2 separate regions of the Mus musculus genome follow, and region 2 is linked to region 1. A link is a contact called in public HiChIP or PLAC-seq data. All regions are on one chromosome and are shown on one strand. Each heading gives the region's core, a stretch centred on a gene start, on an enhancer-like site or on the middle of the called end of the contact. The rest is flanking DNA. Distances are from core to core; before and after follow the strand shown. Region 1 overlaps Map3k5 (mitogen-activated protein kinase kinase kinase 5). Region 2 overlaps Map7 (microtubule-associated protein 7).

The links. HiChIP or PLAC-seq counts read pairs in DNA pulled down with a chosen protein or histone mark.
Region 2: an H3K27ac HiChIP or PLAC-seq map of embryonic stem cells shows a contact between it and region 1, with 6 read pairs. The contact joins two enhancer-like sites. A contact is called at or near these places in 1 of 484 Hi-C or Micro-C datasets (embryonic stem cells), 2 of 115 datasets of contacts at active chromatin or transcription factors (acute myeloid leukemia and embryonic stem cells) and 2 of 9 other capture datasets (adipose tissue and pancreatic islet).

What each region holds. Positions count from the first base shown.
Region 1 is chr10:20,121,405-20,128,047 of GRCm38.p6, reverse strand. Map3k5 (mitogen-activated protein kinase kinase kinase 5) reads right to left here. Exons shown (of 30, transcript NM_008580.4): 24 at 2,911-3,096; 25 at 291-396. Among named protein-coding and RNA genes, the nearest start is that of Map7, 46 kb to the left of the region's middle. Within about 2 kb of position 2,602, at least 27 of the 459 cell types and tissues checked have an H3K27ac peak or open chromatin away from gene starts, as enhancers often do. A contact at or near this core is called in embryonic stem cells, where this site is marked.
Region 2 is chr10:20,261,073-20,267,715 of GRCm38.p6, reverse strand. Map7 (microtubule-associated protein 7) reads right to left here. Exons shown (of 18, transcript NM_001358787.1): 8 at 5,733-5,857; 9 at 865-980; 10 at 340-593. Among named protein-coding and RNA genes, the nearest start is that of Gm48249, 22 kb to the left of the region's middle. Within about 2 kb of position 3,100, at least 6 of the 459 cell types and tissues checked have an H3K27ac peak or open chromatin away from gene starts, as enhancers often do. A contact at or near this core is called in embryonic stem cells, where this site is marked.

The DNA of each region.
Region 1 (6,643 bases), core at 1,353-3,852:
AACTGTCATGGCTGCCCTCTGGCATGCTTCCCCAGCACGGTGGTGGTGGTGCTGGGCTGCTACTGTTCTGGAGCTGAAAGCCCACATAAGCCCTTCCTTCTATGTGTCGCTTTGGTCATGGCATTATCAGAGCAAAAGAAAAGTAAGATAGCAACTCAGAAATGATTTTTTTAAAGGCAACAAGGGCTCTTAAAAACACTGAAGAAAACCAGAAATGAAATGGCAGAGGCAGACCAACCCAGAGTATACAAGCACTAATTATCTTTGCACAGTAAGTAAATAGCTCTGACCTGGAACCAGAATGGTAATTGCAGTCTGCACAGCCTTTCGGATGATGCTGTCCAGGGCAAACATCCAGTGTGGCTTGATGTTATGATTCCGAAGAACTTTATTGACCTGGAAAGACAGTGACCTTTAGTCTATGTTAATTTTTTACATTATTTATTACTATTATTCTCTTCCTGCAAGGTGTCTATGTGTTTATATGCATGGGCATATGCATAAGGAAGAGGAAGAGAAAGAGGAAGGCTACAGTTGTGGCACTTAAAACAGCTGCAGAAAGTGTAAAAGCAGGGAGAGTTCAAGAGGTTTTCAATAGACAATTCTCACCCTGCCAGGTCCTGACCGCCATGTAACACAGACAAAGCCTGAGCACATCCACGATTTGGAAAAATCAAGGGAAGAGAGTATAAATTAGCATCCACGCACAACGTGCATGTTGGCAAATCTGATCTTTTTCTTCTTTTCCTGCAACTGTTGCTGATGCTGATATAGGGGAATAATCTGCTAGAATATTCCAGAAAGCCCAGTCACATAAAAAAATGATTGTTGTAAAGATAACTTTTTACTATGACTGGTAAATGTCCCACCCATTTAAACAGTTATACACCCTACCATTCTGTTCTTTCAAAAACCTACTGTGAAGCACACAGAATATAAGACTTCCAATGTTAATCACTTGCATTTGCTCAGATGAGTCTTAATAATATAAAATTAGTGATTTCAACCACCCGAGGCACTATGTACCCCCATGTTACTGTGTGAAGGTCCTCGCCGTCCATCCTTAGGCCTCTTTCTCATATAGAATTGGAACTCGGGACTCAGTCCGATCTCAGCTCTCACCCAACAGTGCTGCACACCTGACCTGCGTCCATCCCTGTGGTCTGTGCTCCGGGAACCTCCCCAAAGTCAGAGGATGAATTCTCTGGTCGTTTTTAAAGACCATCCCGTTTGACTTAGCATGACATTCCTAGGACTCATCTACATTTATAACCTGTGCCAGAATTTCCTTTTTAAAGGTTGGACAGAATTCCCTTAACATCTGGATTGGGTCACTCTTCCCGGTTCACAATGTCACCTATGTAAGCAGGGCTGCGGTTAGAGAACCAGGTGGAAGCTGGAAAATGGTGGCTGAGCTCCAAACTCGTGCCAAGAGTCAGAATGACAGCAGCTCAGTCTTTCCATTGGTCCAGCCTCATCCAAACGACCCGGTTTAGGAGAGAGCCGGCCTGAGGCCTTTCGCATAGCAGTTGCTCCCAAGGAAATGAACTACTTCTTGGACCTCACTTGCTCCAGGGGATTCTTTCAGAGTGAGCTTGCAGTACCTCCATTTCTTAAATGGATCTGCCTGCTTATGTGTCTAACCAGGCTATCACTTAGAACATGGGAGTATTTCAAGTGTGAATCCTTCATAGCCATGGCCCCCCTGCACATCCCCTCATCACACAGCGTATTGCTCACTGCCGCATTACACAGCGTATTACCCAACAAGAGCACTTGACAGGCCAGGAGTGAAACTGGGTTGAGCGAGTTGCATGACTATGTCTGACCTGGGCCCAAGGCTCAGGATTACAGCTAACTAGCTCTCACTCTGAATTCTCCCCAACCTCCTGCCCAGAAGCCAATGTGTGGGCAGGCACAAATCAGCTACATCGTTGCACTGGATGGTAGATGGCTGGGTTGCCATAGTTGCAGTGTAAGCATGCCTTAGCATTTAATATTAGTGACAGGCCCTGCTTGGATTCTCTAGGACCTCGGTCCAGTCAGGAGAATCTTGTTCCTGTTCTTCACACAGCAGAAACACCAAGTCGTTTCCACTCAGAACACCAGTGACTGTGGAAGGATGAAGATTCAGTTTGGAATGGAGGATTGTTTCTTGTTTCAAATACAAATGTCAAGAAACTACCTAACACAGGAGTAATACATTACAAGTTAATATTAAACATTTAAATAAAACCACACAGTGCAATTTTATATTTGCATACAGGCACCACCAGATATTTTTTCCTGCCTCCCATACCTTGTGTGTCTGACAGTGGCTTACAAAGGTCTATTTTGAATCAGACTTGCAGAATAACTTCTGGTTTGTCTTGCATAAGACTGTCAGTGATCTCTCATTAGATCACGAGTAGTTTCCACTCACCAACTGCCTGTTTTCCAAACTATATTTATGGTGGGAAAATAGTGGATATTTACGAAATGAACTTGTTAAGAATGTCCTATATGGAAACCAGAGAAAAGCCTTGGGGGCTGAGGGGAGAGAGAGCATTTCAACACTGAGCATTCCCAGGTGTAACAGTGCATTTCTCTCAGTGGCCACTAGATGGCACTTCTTGTTCAGCATTACAAAACACGACTAATGTGCACTATGCTTTAGAGGCCCACACATGATCCTAAGGAGAAACCCAGTCTTGGGAATGAATGTCTGTAAGCCTTGCTGTTTCCCATGGTGGTTCAGCTGTGTGAGTCTCTTATCTTTGAGGGAACTCAATAAATACCTCACATCTGTCATCCGAAGAGAATGCAGTTTACCGAGTAAATGAGAGGGAACAGAATTTGAACTGTATCCCATTTCTATAACCAACCGACCCTGAGCAGAGTTTGTGGGGAAATGGCGGCCCGTGCACTTACCGCATCCTGGAAGCCAAAGAGGACCACCTGCACCTGGCTGATGCCGTGGCTGTCGAAGTCCAGCTCCAGCTTGAGCTTGGACAGTGTAGTGGCTATGATTTTTCGGTCAGTGGACCTCACAAACTCTCTGAGGCTCGAGATGAGGGTTGTGATGTGTTCCCACTTTAGTTTAGGCTCTTCAGCACCCTGAAAATAAAACCCGACAGGGCCTCAGTCACTCTGTACTCCACGCGAGCTCCCCCTTCTCAGTCTTTTCTCAGAAGACCTTTGCTCCGAGAGGCCTTCCCCAACATGCTTTGAACCCTGTGGCTCCCCTTAGTAGCCATCACTGCTGCCAGAAGTAACCAGTCTTTGGAGAAACAGCCGTACGCCCACGCTGGTCGGTAGCCAGGGCACATTTGGGCTGTGCCCAGATGGGGATAGGTTGAGGCGGTGAGAATCCTGCTGTTGGGAATTTTAATTGGACACTAAGGTGAGAGAGGGGCACGGAGCCATGGAATCTTAATCTCCGAGTCTGCCTGCAGAAAGGTCACAACCCAGGGTCGGGGTGCACCCAAGGACACGGGAGTAGATGCAGGGGAGTCGAGAATGACAATGGAAAGAGAAGAAGATAGAGCAGAGACGAGCAGCACAAGACGAACAGCAGCAGCCAAGCAAGAGCAAAGATGGAAGGAACCGTGGAGCTTTCTGTCTTCCGGACTCACACACCATGGTTCTCTAGGCCAGGCTCAGCTGGGTACCAGCCGGCTACCTCTCTCCTGGCTGTGTGTATCTATCAAAAGGTGTGCCTGGCCCTTCCATGGCCTTTAAAGTCAACTCCCTGTCGTAAAAGGGGCCAGGTTAGACACCACCATTGGAACCCCACCTTAACAACAACTGGGTAATCAGTTATAAAAAACAAACCAAGGAAACGTTCACATATTTAAATAGACCTCTCTTTCAAAGTGATTTTTATTTTATTTTATTTTATTTTATTTTATTTTATTTTAATGTGAGCAAGGCACACTGAGCCTGTAAAGAAAACCTAATCCTCATTAAACTTCAAGAATTTTTATTAAGCTAATTTCTAGTTCATACTGCATTTTCTAACTGTATTATTAAAATTAAGTTTCTCCACCAGGCCAATAAAATTCCCATCATTAGAATTCCATGAAAAATTTCAAAACACACCCTCACCTTCTCCACATATATTCTTGATTTGGGAGCTTGGTCCCCTGTTTAAGTTCTCATGAGAAAAGTCTAAATTGAAAGGCCTAAAGGCTGTCATTAAAGAAACATTTGAAAATTACACTGAGAACAATTACACTCTTTGTGTTTTTCTCATCACAAACTGAATGACAGCCAGAGGGAGGATTCACAGGCAACTTCCTAACACCGGGAAATATCAGGAGAGCGAACTGCTAGGAGAGCAAGCATTTATTTTTGACATCAGCTTTGTCTTTAAAGCAGCAGCAGCAGCAGCATGTTGCCTGGATGCGCGTGTGGCTGTCCTACACAGCACAGTCTCTACCCTGGGAAATGCTTCCCGTCCAGGCTACCACATCCGCTTAGTCATCATCATTTCTGCCCTAACTCCCGCCCCTCTGTGTCAGCTCATTCGAGGGCTTTCCTTTCTGAGACAGCATGTTCTGCAGGGTAAACCTGCCTCAGAACAATGGCAGCATTCGACAGTGAGCCTTTCCCACAAATTCAGCATTCACAGCTTTCCTGCAAAAGCCCTCTCTAGCCTTGTGTGCACAGGGGTGTGTGTGTGTGTGTTATATGCAGCTATGCACACATGTGAAGGCCACAAGCAGATATTGGGCTATCTTCCTCTCTTACTCGCTGCCTTATTACATCAATGCAAGGTCTCTCAATGATCTCCAAGGATCTTCCATCTCCCCTTGGGCTGGAGTTCTAGGCCTGCCCCGCCACACTCAGCTTTTTATGAGTGCTAGAGATTTGGATTTGAACTCTGCTCCTCGTTTTCACAGAAAGTGCTCTTGTCCACCGAACCCTCTCCCTAGTCTTTATTCCTTAAACTGTCAGCGATTTGTGAAAGGTGAGATACAGTTTAAAGAAGTTAAACTGTAATCAATAAAAACTGGGGCCAGGGAGACGGCTCAGTGGGTAAGAACACTCTCTTGAAAGCATGAGGACCTATCACTCGCGGAAAGAGGGGTCTTGTCTTCACTTGCCTGTAACCCCAGCATCATGAGGCAGAGACTGGTGGATCCCGAGAGTGCACTGGCCAGTCAGCCTAGCTGAGAGAGCAAGCTTCCGGGTCAGTGAGAGACACGGTCTTAAGGTTAGTAAGTCAGAGAGTAACAGAGGAAGACAAAGGCCAGCCTCTGACCTCCACGTGTGCATGCACCTGCACACTTGTGTGCATGCAACATACATCCCATAATATACTTCAGAACACACAACACACACATACGAGATACACACACCCAAAAATTAAAGCTTTTCATGGGTTAATAGACTAAGGACCTAACCGATAATCAATTCCCTTTGGGTTTGTTCTGTAGTGTAGAATGAAATGTAAATATTTCTCTAGAAAGGTTTTAAAACATTAAGAAAATAATGTCTACATAGAAAGGATTGTGATCAAGGTGCAGGATGTGAAACTCTCAGAGAATCAATAAAAACGTTATGTGTGGGGCGGGGGAGAAATTATTTCTCTCTGGTTGTGGAATAAAAAAAGAAACTAGGTAACTATTATTAGGTTGGTTGGCGGTAACAAGTTCGCATTTGTACAGTGTTTTTTATTTTGACCTAAATTTCCCATGACTCAGTGACTCCTGTCAGCAATGGCACATGAGTCTTTGTGAAGCAGCTCAGGCTCTGAGGAGGTCAGTATCTTACTCAGATGGCACAGCCTTGAAGTGATGGAGCCAGGACTCTGACTAAGGCAAGCCCAAACTTAATCCAAGCTCCTAACTATGTATCCCCCTTGCCCCAAGCTGGAACATCAGCCGTAAACTGGAGGAAGACCTGTTCTGCCACCAAGTCGCCATGTGGTGCGACAGATGGACGTCCCTGTAAGGAATTCACAGTGTCCTGAACAGAGCAGCCCACAGCTGGCATCTGAGCATTTGGGTGTGATTCTGGCTGGCAGTTTCTGGTACTCCAGGAGCTTTTTGGTGTCCAAGGCCTTCTTTCTAAGGCTGCCCTGGATTTGGGTCCTCCATCTTTTCTCTCATAGGAAACATTCCAGTGAGCTTTATTTAAAAATGTAGATAATCCACTGAAAATAATCTAGAAAAAAATCCTCCAATTTTAGGGATTTCATAATAAACTATAGCCCAGTGGTAGAACGCGTGCTTGAGATATTCCAGGCCCGGGTTTAATCCCACAAGTGTATTCGGTAACCAGAATTTCAGCAGTCACAGAAATGACTTTCTTGGAAAATGGAGCTACAGTGAGGACCCAGTGAGTGGAGCCACAGTCCATCAGGAGTCAAAGAAACAAAACAAAACAAAACAAAACAAAACAAACCAGACCACATCTTCTGCACTGGAAAGCTGTACCGTTTTGGAACGTGGCGAATTTAGACAATTCCTGACCTACAAGTAAATATCATAAACTCACGGCCACCATCGAAGCCTTCATCCCGGCATGGGTAACAGTGGCCTTCCACCCCTGCCTTTCCATTCGCAGTCTGAGGTTAAGACTATCCACCCTGGAGCCAGACTGCATCAATCCCAACTCCATCTTTCATGGGTGCATGGCTTTGGAAGCTACACAAGCC
Region 2 (6,643 bases), core at 1,851-4,350, 140 kb before region 1:
ACCAGGCCTGATGACCTGGGATCCGAGCAACTGGGGAGGAGGAAACAAAAGGGATAAGAAGTTCAAGGTCACCCTTGGCCACACAGTGCAGTGCACTCACAGTACAGAGTGGTGAGGGAAGAGAGAAAGAGAAGAGAGAAGGAGGGGCGGAGGGAGGGAGAGAGAGAAAGAGGAGAGAGAGGAGAGAGGAGAGAGGGGAAAGGGGAGGAGAAAAGAAAGAGTGAGAATATGAATTTCCAATACCCAGGAGTGAAAAAGGAGTTAAATAAAACCATTCATGAACAGGGCGAGCACAGAGAACACCGGCCCACATCCCAGCACCAGCTGGTCCATTCTTACCAGGCTCAGGTGGCTTCACGGGTGTCCCCTCTTCGACTGTGACCTCCTCTACCTTCACTAATGGCACCCTGCTCTTTACTGCGGGTAAAGGGTCTTTCTTCTCAGGCTCCACTTTCACTTCTCTCTTGACAGGCCGGATGTTGCCAGGAGAGGAGGAGGGGGCCTGAGCGGAAGCAGCTCTGACTGAGCCGGGAGGCAAGGAGGATGCAGGCCGGGGAGTACCAGGCAGATGAGGCATGGACTTGGATGGGAGCCTGGGCCAAAGAAGACAAAGACAATGAGTAGGTCAGGATCATCTTACCAGACCCCAGAACACCCACACATGTAAAACCAAGCAGACGTTCTGATAGGAGGATTTTCTGTTTGTGATAAATGTGGAAAAGGAGTGGCTAGTGAGACTCAGCTCAACGATCCTTTCTCCTTTTGCTAAAAGACAGCTTGCGGTCCCCAAAGTCAAAGGCAAGCAGTGAGGACAGAAGCTAATTCTCCATGGTGGGCCTTCCCATGCACCTCCGCCACACTCACCAAAGGCGGGCTGGAGCCGGTGACCTCGCTTTGAGATTAGATGGAGACAGAGTCCTGCGGGCGCCCGGGGAAACGTGGAAGGGAACGTGTTCTCTTTCTCGCTCTCTTTTATGGCTCTGGTTCAGAGAAACTCAGTAATTAGAATTTTCATATTAACGATATCCAACGACAAACTACAGACCACTTAGTGTTTTTAAGAATTTAAGACAACTTCTAAACTACGTCATATATCCACGCCACTGCAGGACAAGGCGCCTGTCTGCTAACAATCGAACAGTACATAACTGAGCCAACACAGATGGCAGGATAAAGAAGATCTGAGAGATGGTTGGAAGGGAGTAAAGGAAAGGGGGAAATGATGTAATTATAATCTCAAAAAAAATAAACAAACAACAAAAAAGTATAAACTTTTAAAAAGCACCTTTGCTTTCTGTCTAACATTACCTGGAATTACTTTACCTTATCTCTACAGATGTTCCTTTTGTTTTAAATTTTGTCATTTTTCTTTTTGCCATACTGAGGATTAAACCTCAGGCGTCATACTGGGCAAGTGCCCTACTACTGAGCCACACTACTTTTAAGCACATGTTCTACTTTTCTATTCTTTAGCAGTTCTCTTCTGTTTTGGAATATACCATCGCTCCATCATTTACTCACATGTCTGGTATTTCAGATACACGGTCACCTTTTATGTGACTTTTGTAGATAAGTCCTTACATAAGGGTCCCCTTACTCTACAAGGAAAGTGGGGCTCAGGTGAGGAAGTGTAGGTCGTGTGTTCCTAGAAAGAGCTCCAACAGTGAGCGGAGACACCAGCCCTCCATGATGACTGCCTAGCGCTCAGCCAGAGATCTGGCCAAACGTAGGAAGAGAAGACCAGAGATGTGTTCCAAGGTTCTGAAGTCAAAAGGCAAGAGTGGGGAGAAAACAGAAGGGAGCAAGAGGAAGCTCCGTGTTTGAAGAATCTCAGGCTGAGGAAGGGAGGGAGGAGGAGATACGGGGTGAGAAGAGAGGACCGAGGAGGATGCTAGCCGGGGACCTCTGGCTAATCCAGTACAAGGAACCAGGGACAGGTAGATGTCACCCAGCCAGGCTGCCAGTGAACAATCACAGTGCTCCCGCTCCTTCTCTACTGAGTTCCTCAAACTGCTTCTCCCACCTTCCGGGCTGGCTGACTGGGCTACCAGTGGAGGAAACCTCTGATGTCTCCACTGTCTCTGCTGAGTTCCTACCACAGAAGAACTGAGGGTAAAGAAGATCCTCCCATGGCTGTGGGGGCCATGTCTGGATCAACCCAGTTGCAAGGCCACCCTCTGCCCCAACTGACTCCTCAAAGGCAGGTGGGGCCTTGAAGGACGGGTGCAGTCTCTGGGTGGTAAAAGGCGCAGCTACTAGATGGGTTCCCTCCTCAGTGGTAGATAGACAAGCATCGGGAAGACTGGAACTAGGGAGGAGGGACCACCTTTCTTCCTAAGGGAGATGCTAAAGTAGCAAAGTAAGTCCTTTCTTCTTCCTTTAACAAAGTTTTAAAACACACATTCATTTATTTCCTTATTTGCTTATTCCTCTGTGAGTGTATGCCTGTGTTGCGTCTAAGGACAACTTGTGAACGTCAGAGTTGGTTTTCTCCTTCCAGCCTGCAGGCTCGGGATGAACTGGGATTATCATGCTTGCCAGCAAGTACCTTTACCTGTGGCTGGCCCATCTCTTGGCTCAGAGAGAGAGAGAGAGAGAGAGAGAGAGAGAGAGTGTGTGTGTGTGTGTGTGTGTGTGTGTGTGTGTGCGTGTGTGTGTTTGGAGACAGGGTCTCTGGCTGTCCTGGAACTTACTGTGTAGACCAGGATGGCCTTGAACTCATTGAGTCTACCTGCCTCTGTCTCCAGAGTATTGGGGTTAAAGGTGTGTGCTACCACGTGTAGGTTGTAGAAACATTTTGATGTGGCTTAAATAAGATCAAGGAGCTGGGTGGGAAAGACAGAAAGAGAAAGACAGAAGTGCAATGTGAGGCACTTGGGGCTAACTCTGCCCATTTGGGTTTCCTGGGTCAGGGCCCGGGGAATGGGCCTATGCCCTTGACAGTCTCATCAAGGTGACAGTGAGACAAAGGCCATGAGAGCCCAAACTGGGGCTCTGTCCTTCTCTTTTCAATTCTTTTGTTGCCTTACATCCAGCCACTTGTCTGCGCAGCACACCCACAAAGGCACCCTGTGGACTCCATGCTGGTGTGAGTTAATGAGGAGCAAGTGCTACAACCATCCTTACTCTGAACCCTTTCCACACTGCTGAGTGCACACACAACGCTCAAGTCAACCCGGCTGCCCGCCGACCAGCATGCAGGGACTTCACAATATCTGGAGAAGAACCGCTCACATTTCCTGATTTTAAAATATATTTTAAGGCTACAGTTCAAGTAGCATGGTATTGGCATGTAGACCAAACAAATAGAATAAAGTCTAGAAACCATAGAGCCTGGGACCACTCAACAAGGGAAGGACAGTCTTCAGCAAATGTTAGCGAGGAAGTAGTATATTTACAGGAAAAACAGTGAAACTGGACTCTTCCTTTACACAACAAACATGAACTTAAAGTGGATTGAGTCTTAAAACTGTAAAAGGGGCTGACATCCAAAAAAGTTTCATATCATGGAACCGGTTACTTAATTTATGGACCCAATGCACAGGCATAAAAAACAAACAAAAACAAACAAACAAAAAACCCCAAAAAACAAAACAAAACAAAACAAAAAAAACAGCACATGAACATCAAACAAAATTTTCTATAGGTCAAAAGTCACAAAAGACTGAACAGGCAGCCTATACCTATATGGCCAGGAGCCATTATCTAGAATAAACACATAACTCCCACAATGCAACATTTTGTTACTGGATGTAAAGCTGGCCTGTGCTGGATCATCAGTGATACACACACACACACACACACACACACACACACACACACGCCTTTGGTAAACATCTCTCCAAACACTTACTAGCTGCTACAGTCTACAAAAATGTGCCATGCTGAGATGCAAATCAAAATCATGAGATATCACTCATGTTTAGTAAATTGGATATTATAAAAACAAATACAGAAAATAGCAAGTGTTGTCGTGGAGAAACTGGACTCCTTTTGCATGAATGATAGGAATGCAGAACGGTACAGTCACTAGGCAAAACAGTTTGGCACTTCTTCAGACACTTATATAGATTAATGTTATTCTGCAACTCCAGTCTTGGTGTGTGTTGTGCCTACCCATGGATAGAAGTCATAGGCTCGTGCCTTCCTCAGCCATTTCTCCTCCTAATATTTTGAGACAGGTTTCTTACTGGCCATGTCAGCTGGTCAGTGCCAGCAAGCCCATGGATCCCCAACGCTGAAGCCGTCTACACCCCAATGCTGAAGTTACAGCCATGAGGCCAAACTCGTCTTTCATGCTTGTGTCTGAGCCTCTCACACTTGCACATCAAGCACTTTACACACTGAGCCATATCCCTAGTCTCTACACACTTCAAAAATTAAATATTCAGTCCATCTATACCATTAGCTACTTTCCAGGTATTCAATACAGTTAACCAGTCCTGATTCCACAATGCAGATATAAACATCATTTCCCTGACAGTAGCAGTCCCTAACTACTTGATCGCAAGGCAATGAAAGTCTAGTTGATCACACACAGGAAGGCATCAACAGACAGAACCACCAAAGCTCAAAGGGTGACAGACGGTTGGCCACAGTCCTCCTCCTACCTGACGTTAAGTGTTTTCCCTTCAGTACCCACTTTCCCCCTCTGCGCATGCACTCTAAGTGTTCACTGTCACTTTCTGTCTGAAGCTAGGATCTCCAAAGCATCATGAAGCTAATGAAGAGAGCGATCACGGACATCAGAGGTAGGCTCCCCTTTGGCTACAGGGCTGTGAGGCTTGTCTCAGGTGTGAATTGCACTGATGCCTAAAGTGGCTCACAAAAACATTTCCTTTAGGCAGAATCCTCACCCTCGCTCAGTCCTCAGACACACCTCGAAGCAGAACTCTTTAAAGCATCCATCAGCTTTAAACACGAGAATTGCTCTGTCGACACAATTTTGTTTGTTTTTATTTTGTTTTTAAAGTTCTAGCCTCTACAACCAGGGTCACATCATCCCTGCCAAGCAAGCAGTGACATGTGGTGGATTGGGGACATCATGACTGAAGTTCAAAGCCATAGAACAATGTTCACATCTCCCAACTACAGCGCATAAGCTCACAGTTTAAACAAAGATGAAGGATTCAAAGAGACAGATGACCTCGCTCCATTTACAGCATGGTTAGGGTACAGATATTATCTATCCTTCACTTTAAACACTTGAGGTGTATATATATATATATATATATATATATATATATATATATGCCTTACAAGAGGTACCTACTGAACAAAAACTGTTTCCAAATCCTTCATGGTGTTTTAAGATATGGGCTGTGGCAGGCATACATAGACATGCATACCCGTTTGAGTAAGCTACCTTCAGTGTTGGGCCAGCTTTATGGTTGAGACCAGGCTGCAAGCCAGGTCTATTTTTCTTCAAAGGCAACATAATTTCTGACCTTGAAAATGTTTCCCAACCACTTATTTGTATAAAGGTCCCAGCAGAATAGGTCTGCCACTCATTAGTGCTTGAGTGAAGAACAGTTGCAAATGTGTAGGGAGAGCAAAATCCCCAAGTGAGAGGCAGTGAGGGGTAGAGGTACACAGCCAGCTGGGTTTATAATGGGTGGGGTGATGTGTAGCTGTCACCTGATCTTGTACCCAGAGCCCACCTTAGGGCAGAGCCCACTCTGCAGAGACACAGCACCGATTCCCACACACCGGCTTCTCCAGACACCACTTACCGCTAGTCCATGAATGGTCCTCCTTCGTGCAGAGCCCTCAGGCGGTGTTACAAAGAGTTTTGGTCGGTCCACTGGGTTTCTAGAGTGTGCAGCTTTGAAGGGCATGATGATGGGGCTGCAAGATGCTGAACGAGGACAAATGGGGATAACTAGAGTGCAGGTGATTGGTTTTACACACAAGAGTGCCAGAGGAGCAGGTGAAGAGAGCCAGAGGCAGGTGCAGAAGACAGAAAGAAAAGTGGGGAGAAGACGTTATTACCTAAAGTGCCCAGCCCCAAGATCCTCAACTCGCCTTCTCCCTGCAAACCTGTGAGGTGCCCGGCTGACAGACCTGGAAGGTAATACTACTTGTTTGTTTCAGTTTTGACTAAAGACATAGGAACAGTCCGATTGTGGACAGTCTCAGCCTTGTATGACTACAGACCAATGGTTCTGATAAAACCCTATATCTGTGATGCCATTTTTAAAGGAAGACTGGCTTATGGACAGATTTTTCCTAATTACCTCTACTATGGAACTAAAGCTAGAACCAGGAAACATGCAAGCAGGCAAGTAAGGTCTATAACTGTCTTAAGAGCCAAGTTCAGGAGTCAGTGGGGGGAAAACAACTGAGATAGAACACGTCCACTGACCAAGTCTTGCCAGGTGTTGACTTGTTTCAGGGATAGCTAAAAACAGCTGGAAAAGATTTCTGTTTTCTTTAAAGGCAAGCTGTGATGTATTCTTCTGTCCCCCTCCCCTTAAAAAGCCAAGGGATAGAAAATATGGGGAGACAGGTTGTAATTATTTAAAATGGTGAGACGAACAGTGTGTAAGGATTGCCACTGTGGCCGAATCACGGGTAGCAGTGACAGTCTTACTAAGGACAGAACTTTGAGTCTTAGACTACCCATCTTCAAAGGACACTGACA